2 separate regions of the Ovis canadensis genome follow, and region 2 is linked to region 1. The links are chromatin contacts, called in public Hi-C maps. All regions are on one chromosome and are shown on one strand. Each heading gives the region's core, a stretch centred on a gene start, on an enhancer-like site or on the middle of the called end of the contact. The rest is flanking DNA. Distances are from core to core; before and after follow the strand shown.

The links. A called contact is a pair of places that touch in the nucleus more often than the background predicts.
Region 2: a Hi-C map of lung shows a contact between it and region 1, with 4 times the contacts expected there. The contact joins the enhancer-like site here to the promoter of NRP1 in region 1. A contact is called at or near these places in 2 of 2 Hi-C or Micro-C datasets (fibroblasts and lung).

Annotation. Positions count from the first base shown.
Region 1 is chr13:34,282,551-34,286,665 of ARS-UI_OviCan_v2, forward strand. It overlaps NRP1 (neuropilin 1), which reads left to right and starts at 1,743. Exons shown (of 18, transcript XM_069547378.1): 1 at 1,743-2,044; 2 at 3,364-3,883. The coding sequence starts at 3,811.
Region 2 is chr13:34,415,414-34,419,528 of ARS-UI_OviCan_v2, forward strand. NRP1 (neuropilin 1) reads left to right here. Exons shown (of 18, transcript XM_069547378.1): 14 at 3,935-4,072. It overlaps LOC138417374 (a long non-coding RNA gene), which reads right to left. Exons shown (of 4, transcript XR_011248097.1): 3 at 2,336-2,485; 4 at 1-215. Among named protein-coding and RNA genes, the nearest start is that of TRNAC-GCA, 32 kb to the left of the region's middle. Within about 2 kb of position 2,133, the one cell type or tissue checked has open chromatin away from gene starts, as enhancers often do. A contact at or near this core is called in fibroblasts, where this site is marked.

The DNA of each region.
Region 1 (4,115 bases), core at 493-2,992:
GGTTAGCTCCTACTAAAACTATGTTTTGTGGTTGCTTTTCTGAGATAAGCTGATGTGTATGCTTTAAAAAAACTTGACTAGACTTTGTGTACCTATGTACTAAGTACCTTCAGGCATGTGTGACCCTATGGACTGTAGCCCTCCAGGCTCCTCTGTCCATGGGGTTCTCCAAGCAAGAATACTGGCGTGGGTTGCCATGCCCTCCTGCAGCAACTTGATGTGATGCAGTTCTGAAATACCAATCTGCATTTGCACCAACCTAGAAATTTTGAGGACATTAGTAGCTCAAATGGCCTTCTGGGAGCAATGGATCTCACCTACTTATGACAAATTGATGAGCGCTTGATGAAAGAAACCATACATTTACCACCCAGTCTATTCTTAAATGATGGACCTCTGTTCCATTCTGGCTCAGGAGGCAGAAGTGAAGGGTTTTCTTCTTGCAGTAACCCCTTCATGGGAGTTCCTGAAGCTGGGTGTTGTCCATCCAGGGCCTCTGCCTTGCACTCAGGGAGTGTGGTGGTGGATCTTCCCTTCAGTCGAATCGGATCCTACATAGCCTGAGGACTTGTGATGTCTGAAAGAGGGATGTGTGTTCTCGAGACAAAATAGAATCAGCCTAGGAATACTGCCAAATTCTTCCTATCACTTACCTCTGTAAAGGTCGGTCTGTCTCCTTACAGAGGGAAGAGCAGAAATCTAAAACTGACCTTCTTTGACACTTAGTGGATTCCACCAGCAGAAGAAAGACGTTGTTAGCAAGGACAATTTGCTCCGTACTTGCCCACTAGCAGCCAGTTATCAATCAGTGCGGTAGGGTTCCCATTACCCAGAACTGCATGTGGAAACTCCGGAGTTAGAGAAAAGTCTCAGATCAGAAAAATCAGAGGCAGAACTTAAATATGATATTTCCCCCAGAGTACCTACTGCGTGTCTTATTAGTTGGTTGGAGAAAGGCTGGCAAAATGCTCAGCTGCTGAGCAAGAAAGGCGTTTTCTGCGTGCCGACCCTTCCCCGGGAAAGGCGGGTGGGAGGAAGGGGGCGAGGTGGCGGGGCGGGGGCAGTGCCTCTTGGAGCGCAGGATCTGGTGGCTTTGTTAGCTTGGTGGGTTCAGACTGGGAAATGCACACTCAGCAGGGAAAAGGGAAGAGAGATTGGCGGCAGTTTTCTAAAAACAACACGGCTCAAGTCTCTGCGAGTGTCCCCTCGCTCACCCCGCGGAGGCACAGACTGGTCAACCCGGTCCCGGGAGCGCGCGGGGCCGCGCGGGTCCCACTAGGAAGGAGGCGGGCAGCCGTGACTCTGGGACGCCCCGGCGCTGCGCCGCGCGGTTCGACTTCTCTGTCAACCTGCCAGTTTCGAGAGGCGCCTCTCCCTCCGAACCTCGGGCTGAGGTCGCCCGGGGTTACCCCAAATCTGACGATGCCGCTCGCCCCAAGCAGCCGGGGATTGCCACTGCCGGGGGTGCGCCTGGGACTGAGCGCAAAGCGGGGAGGAGGCGTCGCGCGCCCGCGGTAGCCAAAGCGCCCGGGCTTCCCTCTGCGGCGATGGCTCCCCGGGGTCTGCGCGGGCGCGCCTGGCGCCCGGTCTCACCCCGCCACTGCCTCTTCCGCCCCGCCCAGGCGTTTGACTCTCGGCCTCACAGTGCCACCTTTCCACCCAGAGTCCGGGGTGGGATAGCGGGGAAGTAGGAAACCAGCTAGGGCGAATAAGCGCTCGGGCCCGGGCGGCGGGGGAGGTGGGGAGTGGGGGGATGACGACTCGTGCGCCCAGGAGGCCGGTCTCCAGCTTGGAGGCGGGGACTCCCCCGGCGCGGGCCCGCAAGCCCGAGGTGCAGCTTTGCACGGCGCGCGGGGATCGTCTGTACCCCAGCCGGGGCGCGCCACCGCGTCCAGCCGCCACCCGCTAGAGCGGAGCCCTCACCCGGGCCCGCGCGCGCTGGGCCGCCTTTCTCGCGTCCCGCCCCTAGTTCTTCCGCCAAAACCTTTGACCAGAGTCTTCCTGCCAACATTCCTAAATCTCTTTTGCCAGCTCTTTGCGCCAGGTAGGACTAAGGCTCTGCTTTCGGGTGTGTGCAGAAACGCCGTTCCCAGAAGGCGGCTGACCTTTTCACCTTCCCCACGAACTCCTTCGGAGGGGGCCCTGGGCATTTACCTTCTCAAGGGCCTGATCCGTAGCCAAAACCTGTTTGGTCCCTGAAATGTCCTTGCTATTCCTATCTGCAGAGGCTTTCTGCAGCACTTCCCGGAAAACCCTTCGGGGACCGAACTGGGGGGCATCCAGAGCCCACTGAGGACGCGCTGCAGTGGGAGGCGGGGGTGGGCCGGCGTGACAACGGCCTGTCGCCGGAGCGGGCGCAGTGAGAGCCCGGCCAAGAGCAACACCCCGCCCCCGCCACTGTTCCTGCTCCCCGGTGATGCACAGGAGCCCCGACCGCTGGACCCCTCATTTCCAAACCCCGAGCACCTGGGCTCCGAATAAGCCGGCTGGGTGGGGTCGGGCGACGACTGCCCCCTAGCTGGAAGGCTCACCACCTTCCACCCTTCGGCGTCCCCTCTGGCCGGGAGAAGAGGACACCAGATCTTCGGCAACAATGGAGCCCGCGGCGCGCGGCAGACACCCGGGCTCGCCAGGCGCCCAGCCGCGCGCCCCGATACGGGGCAGGCAGGCCGGGCGGGGCTGCAGCACAGCCTAGTCTGCGTGAGTCTACTGACTCGGCTCTGCGTGGCAGCGATTACTGCCGACTCTCGCCCGGCTCCGGGGTGCGTCCCCAACCCCAGCCCCTTTCCTCGGCCCCTTCGGGCCTGATCCGCAACGTCCAGGGGCGCCCTGCTGCTCCTGCCCCAGGTCACGACCCCAGGTCACGTCTCGGGCGCCTCCCGAGGGTTTCGGAGTTGGGAGAAGCAGCCGCCACCTCCCGGGCGCGCTGCCTGTCTCCGGCGGCCGACCCCCCAAAATCTTAGCGGAACTGCCCGCTCTCCCCCGGGGGCCCGAGCGAGCATGCCGAGATGGGCTAGCCCGACCCTGGCGCTGCCACCGACCTCGACGCCCGGTACCCCCGCAAACACATCCGGCACCCGGCCCTGGGCACGGAGTCCCGGCGCCTCCCTGCCGGGGAAGATCCCAGCAGGGCTTGTGGGAGAGACGGACAGACGGACAGGGAACGTTCAGGGAGAGAAACTTGTTCCTCCCCGTCTCTTGTCAGGCAATCGCTGGCGAGCCTGTTCGGGGAGAGGGGCGGGGGGAAGCGAGGGAAGGGCTCCAGAAGGGGAGGGGAGGAGGCAGTGGGGGAGGCGGGGGTGCAGTTGGTGAAACTCCTCCGTCTCCCGCTCATCTTTTCATTGCTTGCTCCTCTTCGCGCAGACACCCCGACCTCCCTTGGGCGCCAGCTCCCCGGATCCAACGGGTCCAGAATCAAGCCGGATTTTTTTTTTTTTTTTCTTTCTGGAAATTGGCGTTGGTGTGTGTTTCTCTACGTCCCTCCTCCCCCTCCCACACCCCCCACTTTTTTTTTTTTTTTTTTTGAGACATGGCCCGGGCAGCGGCTCCTGGAAGAGGAACAAGTGTGGGAAAAGAGAGAGGAAACCGGAGCTAAATGACAGGATGCAGGCGACTTGAGACACAAAAAGAGGAGCGTTTCTCTCGGATCAAGGCATTGCCTCAACGCTTTTCTTTCTCCAAAACGGTCTGAGGATTTTACAGCTCCGGGAGGAGTGAAAGCGCTCCGGATCGTGGAGATCGCCCCGGTGCTCTGTTTTCCCCGCACGTTCGGTTCTCCCGCGTTCGCCCCGGAGACCCGGCGAAGGGAGGATGGAGAAGGGGCTGCAGCTCCTGTGCGCCGCGCTAGCCCTGGTCCTCGGCGCGGCCGGCGCTTTTCGCAACGGTAAGTGACAGGCGGAGGCGCGCGGCCGCGGGGGTGAACCCGGTTCCCGGCTGCCCGCTCCGAGCTGCCGGGACCCACCGGGGAGAGCCGCCTCCCGGTGAAGGAAACTTTTAGCCAGACGGAGAAATAAAGAACTAAGATTAGTCGTTGTAGGTAGGGCAGGGAGATTTCACGTCCTCTGACTCCCTCCTGAAGTTGGTTGTTTGGCCATGGGGTTTTTCCCACCTCTGCT
Region 2 (4,115 bases), core at 883-3,382, 130 kb after region 1:
GTGATCAGCGGGTGGATATACAAATCATGAACCAGTAAGAAGTCAACAGGCCAAGAAGGTGGTGGACTAGTGTCCCAAAGAACCATGTTACCCGAGTTAGAACTGAGGCTTCATTCATACTAAAAAGGGAGGTGGTACAGCTGGTGGTTGCGAACTTCTTGGTCCTGGAATCCTTTGTTCTTGCAGCTGTCCATGTAGATCTGGTCACAGTGTTCCTATAAAACCCCAGGAAGACAATTCATTATTTTCTGTCCTGCAACTTTTTGTCTGTACATGAACAGAAAGGTGTTGTACCTTTAAAGGTCAGAGCCTTGAGAATGGGCTCTGTATATTTCAGGCTGTAGGCAGCATTCTTTTATAAAAGGTGCAGAGCCAGCATGGCTACACTCAGGCAACAGAGCATAGCGTTAGAGCTAAAGTAATATATCCAATATGGAGTCAGGTTTGTTCTCTGTTACAGAACCACAGACCTTACTGGTAGGGATGGTCTAGTCCACAGTCAGCCCAGAGTCCTTTACAAGTTGCCTTGGTTTCCTGTTTTTCCATTGTCTGAGTCATGAATCTTGTTCTCTTCATGTGTATATAGTGAACTGTCTGTGTTTCTTTGAGGAGTTCTGTTCATTGTCACCTCCTGGCTAAGCCAATGCTCAGAACCTGAGCATGCGTGGAGTCAGAAAGCAGGTCTAACTCTGAGGTTTCCCCTGCTCGTGGTCAGACCCATCTACTGATACCTGGATCCCCACTGTCCTGCAGGCACCTTGACAAACAGCAGGATATCAGACCTTAAACTTTCATCATCATCTGATTTTGCTGAAGCCACTAGAGAATCAAGCAGAGGCTGAAGATTTCATGCTGAAGATTCTTCTCAATAGAATATGTTCAGTGGGCATATAATACGCATGTGCTATCTGGGTTGTCATCAGATGCATGAAAGCCTGTTAATGCTCTGCCAGGAACTGATGAGAAGCCCTGCATTTTAAATCCATCTTCCCCTTGGCAGAAGGCTCTTACCCTCCAAGGATCCCCAGACATTCTCTAAATCAGTTCAGAGTATGTTCATGACCCACGGTTACATGGACCCAGGCACCTCTGCTTATTTCCAGCCTATGAGTAAGCGAGCTCACATATCCAATAGAAGTTCTGAAGACCAGATTTGAAAATTAAATCCTTGTGCATATATGGTGCTAATGATGTAACTCTGGGCAAGCTAGGTCCCCCAGGCACAGCTGGTGCTGGCTCACAGCAGCTATAAATTTAAGTTCAGAATATTGTTTCCTGCTATTTTTAAGAGTCAAGAAGGGATTTAGCCAGATTATTCCCAATGAATTTAATGAGAATTGTGCAGCCATGGGGCCTGGGTAATATTTTGAAGATTGAAAGGTCAAATGGACATTGTCCTGTATACTAATTTCATTTGTCCATTGGCTTTTTTCTCTTTCTCTGCCGTTATCTCCTCTGCTTCTGTCCTTCTCTCTTCCTCTTTCCATTTCTAGAAATGTCTGTGTGTATTTTTGTGAGTTTAATAGCCTTTCTAGCCAGGCTTGAATCTTCAACATTGAGCTGTTCTGTCTCCATGCCCATCCCCCGCAAAAGGTACTGATTAAAAAAAAAATTCTAATTTAACAAGATTGCCATAAATTATATATGATTGAGCCAAAGAGATAAGAGTAGTAAAATATGAAAAGTTTGAGTAGTCACTGTGTAAAATTCATAGATTGGAAAGAACAGTGGAAGATAAAGGTTGACTTCCATTCACTCGAATAGGAGATGTCAAAATTAGTCTTTCAGGCAAAGTCGCCCTTTGTCTTGGCCACAAAAATACCCAAGTTCATTTATTTTATGACACTGCCAGAATAGTAATAGCCAAATTATGGATGGTGTGGTTTTCTGTAAATTATACAATAAATTTAAAGTATTAACAAGGCAGATATTACCAGAAATGTGTATGCTGTAATGACTGACTGCCCTCCTCTCTGTGTAGGTCTTATAAATGACATTTAAGGAGAAAACCTAAAACCACACACATATTAATATTTTTCAATATTAACAGTTTCTAACACAAGATTACACAACAGCACATTCCAGGGCTGTGGGTGTTGACATCCAAGGTTACTCAACTACTCCTTCATTGTTCAGCTGACTACATCTGCAAAATTCAGTCATGCTGTACAGAAGGGAGGATTTTGGAGAGGGTTTCTCATGCTTTAAGAAGCCCTATTTCATGGTTATGATGGACTGGGGCATAAAATATGTATCTCCAGTGACACTGCCGCTGTGAAATATAGCCCTTTGCACAAACTGAAAATGCTTGTGTTATACACATCACATGACTTACTAGGCTTTCTTTCTCCAGCTGGCCCCGGTGAGTCCTTTGGCAGGTCACACTGTCAGTGGAAGGGAGAATCCATCTTGCTCAGTTTTGAGGATGGTATGGTGCCTTCCTTCCAAAATTTCACATTAGCATTTGATAGGAGTTCCTTGGAAACTAAAAATGCAAAGTAACTCATTCTTAATGCAAAGTAACTCATTCTTATCTATTCAGTAAATCTCCCTTACCCTGCCTCCTGCCTGCCATTGTTGAAGTGGGGGAGGGGCAATGGAGCCCAGACTCAGTAGAAAGCAAAATATTTGTGTTAAACACTTAGACAAAGTTAAAGGAAAGACCACAATGAGATAGGCTCTCAGCCTGACCCTAATACAGCGTAGAATATCATACTTCCCTTTTGCTACAGAGAGATTGTTTAGACTTATTTTTTAGATCAGCAGGCAAGCTGCTGGGGGCACCTTCCTTTTCGTCTCAATGCTGCCATCTTGTGGACGCCTGAACTCAGTGAGAAGCAATGACCGTCATTAGAGAAAACAGCCCCTATTGTGTGTTTAATTTTATATTCAGGAGATGGGTGGGACTGGCAGAAAGAAAAGAATTTTATCTTTAGGATTATTTTTATTGTTAGCTCCAGTTTACCAAAAATAATTCCAAATATCAAGGGCTTCATTTTCCCCATCCTTAAAAAGTTAACCAAATTCCCCCAGCAAAAATGTTGAGTAAAAACTAAGGCTATACAAGTTAGGAAAAAAAAAAACCAACAAACCCATAGTCAAATAGCACTTTGTAGAACACATGAAACAAATCATTCTTGAGACTCCCTTCACGCTTTCTTTTTAGAACCCAAAGGAAGCATTTTGAACATTAAAAAAGTGGGTACCCATTCAAATATGCTTTGGCTTTACTTGACCCTATATTGCAGTTTTAAGTGGGGCAAACAATTTATATGCAAATCTGAAAATTCACTAAAGAAGCAGAGATTTCCCACTTAAAATTAATTGACCTGATATAAAGCACAGAAGTTAAAAAAAAAAAAAAATCTTACGAAATGCTTCAGAGATCTGCCAGTAAAAACCTGGAGCATAAGCTGGTGTATTGAGAATACAGATAACCTCCAGGGTGAGATACTCAGCCAAGTCACGTTTCTAGACTTTGGAGATTCATGGGTCAGTCTCTTAATTAAGATTCTTTTCATTGGTGGATATCAATTTATATGACTATCCTCAAGAGCAGAGTATCTTTTATATTAAATATTGTGGAAATAGGGAGAATGCTACAGATGTAATAATACATGCTTTGGAAAGTAACCTTCCTGGAAATTTTATGTACCAAGTTGACAGGCAGTCCATAATCTTTTTTTGAGCTGGATCCAAAAAAAAAAAAAGTTACTAAATGTGATGCTGCAAGCTTGTGCATCTCTCCACGCATCTTTTGCGTTCCTTGGCAATCGTGGGTGTTGTGGCTTTCCTAGGATTTTCAAATAGATATTAAATTATATAAATCGTGCTTTCCATGAAGGAATTAAGGACCTTTCTGACCTAAATGATCAAAATGATCAAATGTGTGTTTCTCTACTTGTCTCTGTTTCTTCCTTTCCACCCGCTGAAGAGTTTCCAACATATGGTTTTAACTGTGAGTTTGGCTGGGGTTCTCACAAGACATTCTGTCACTGGGAACATGACAATCATGTGCAGCTCAAATGGAGTGTGTTGACCAGCAAGACGGGACCGATTCAGGATCACACAGGTAATGGAGGGTTCACTGTGGCCTCGTTTCTTTAAATTTGAGA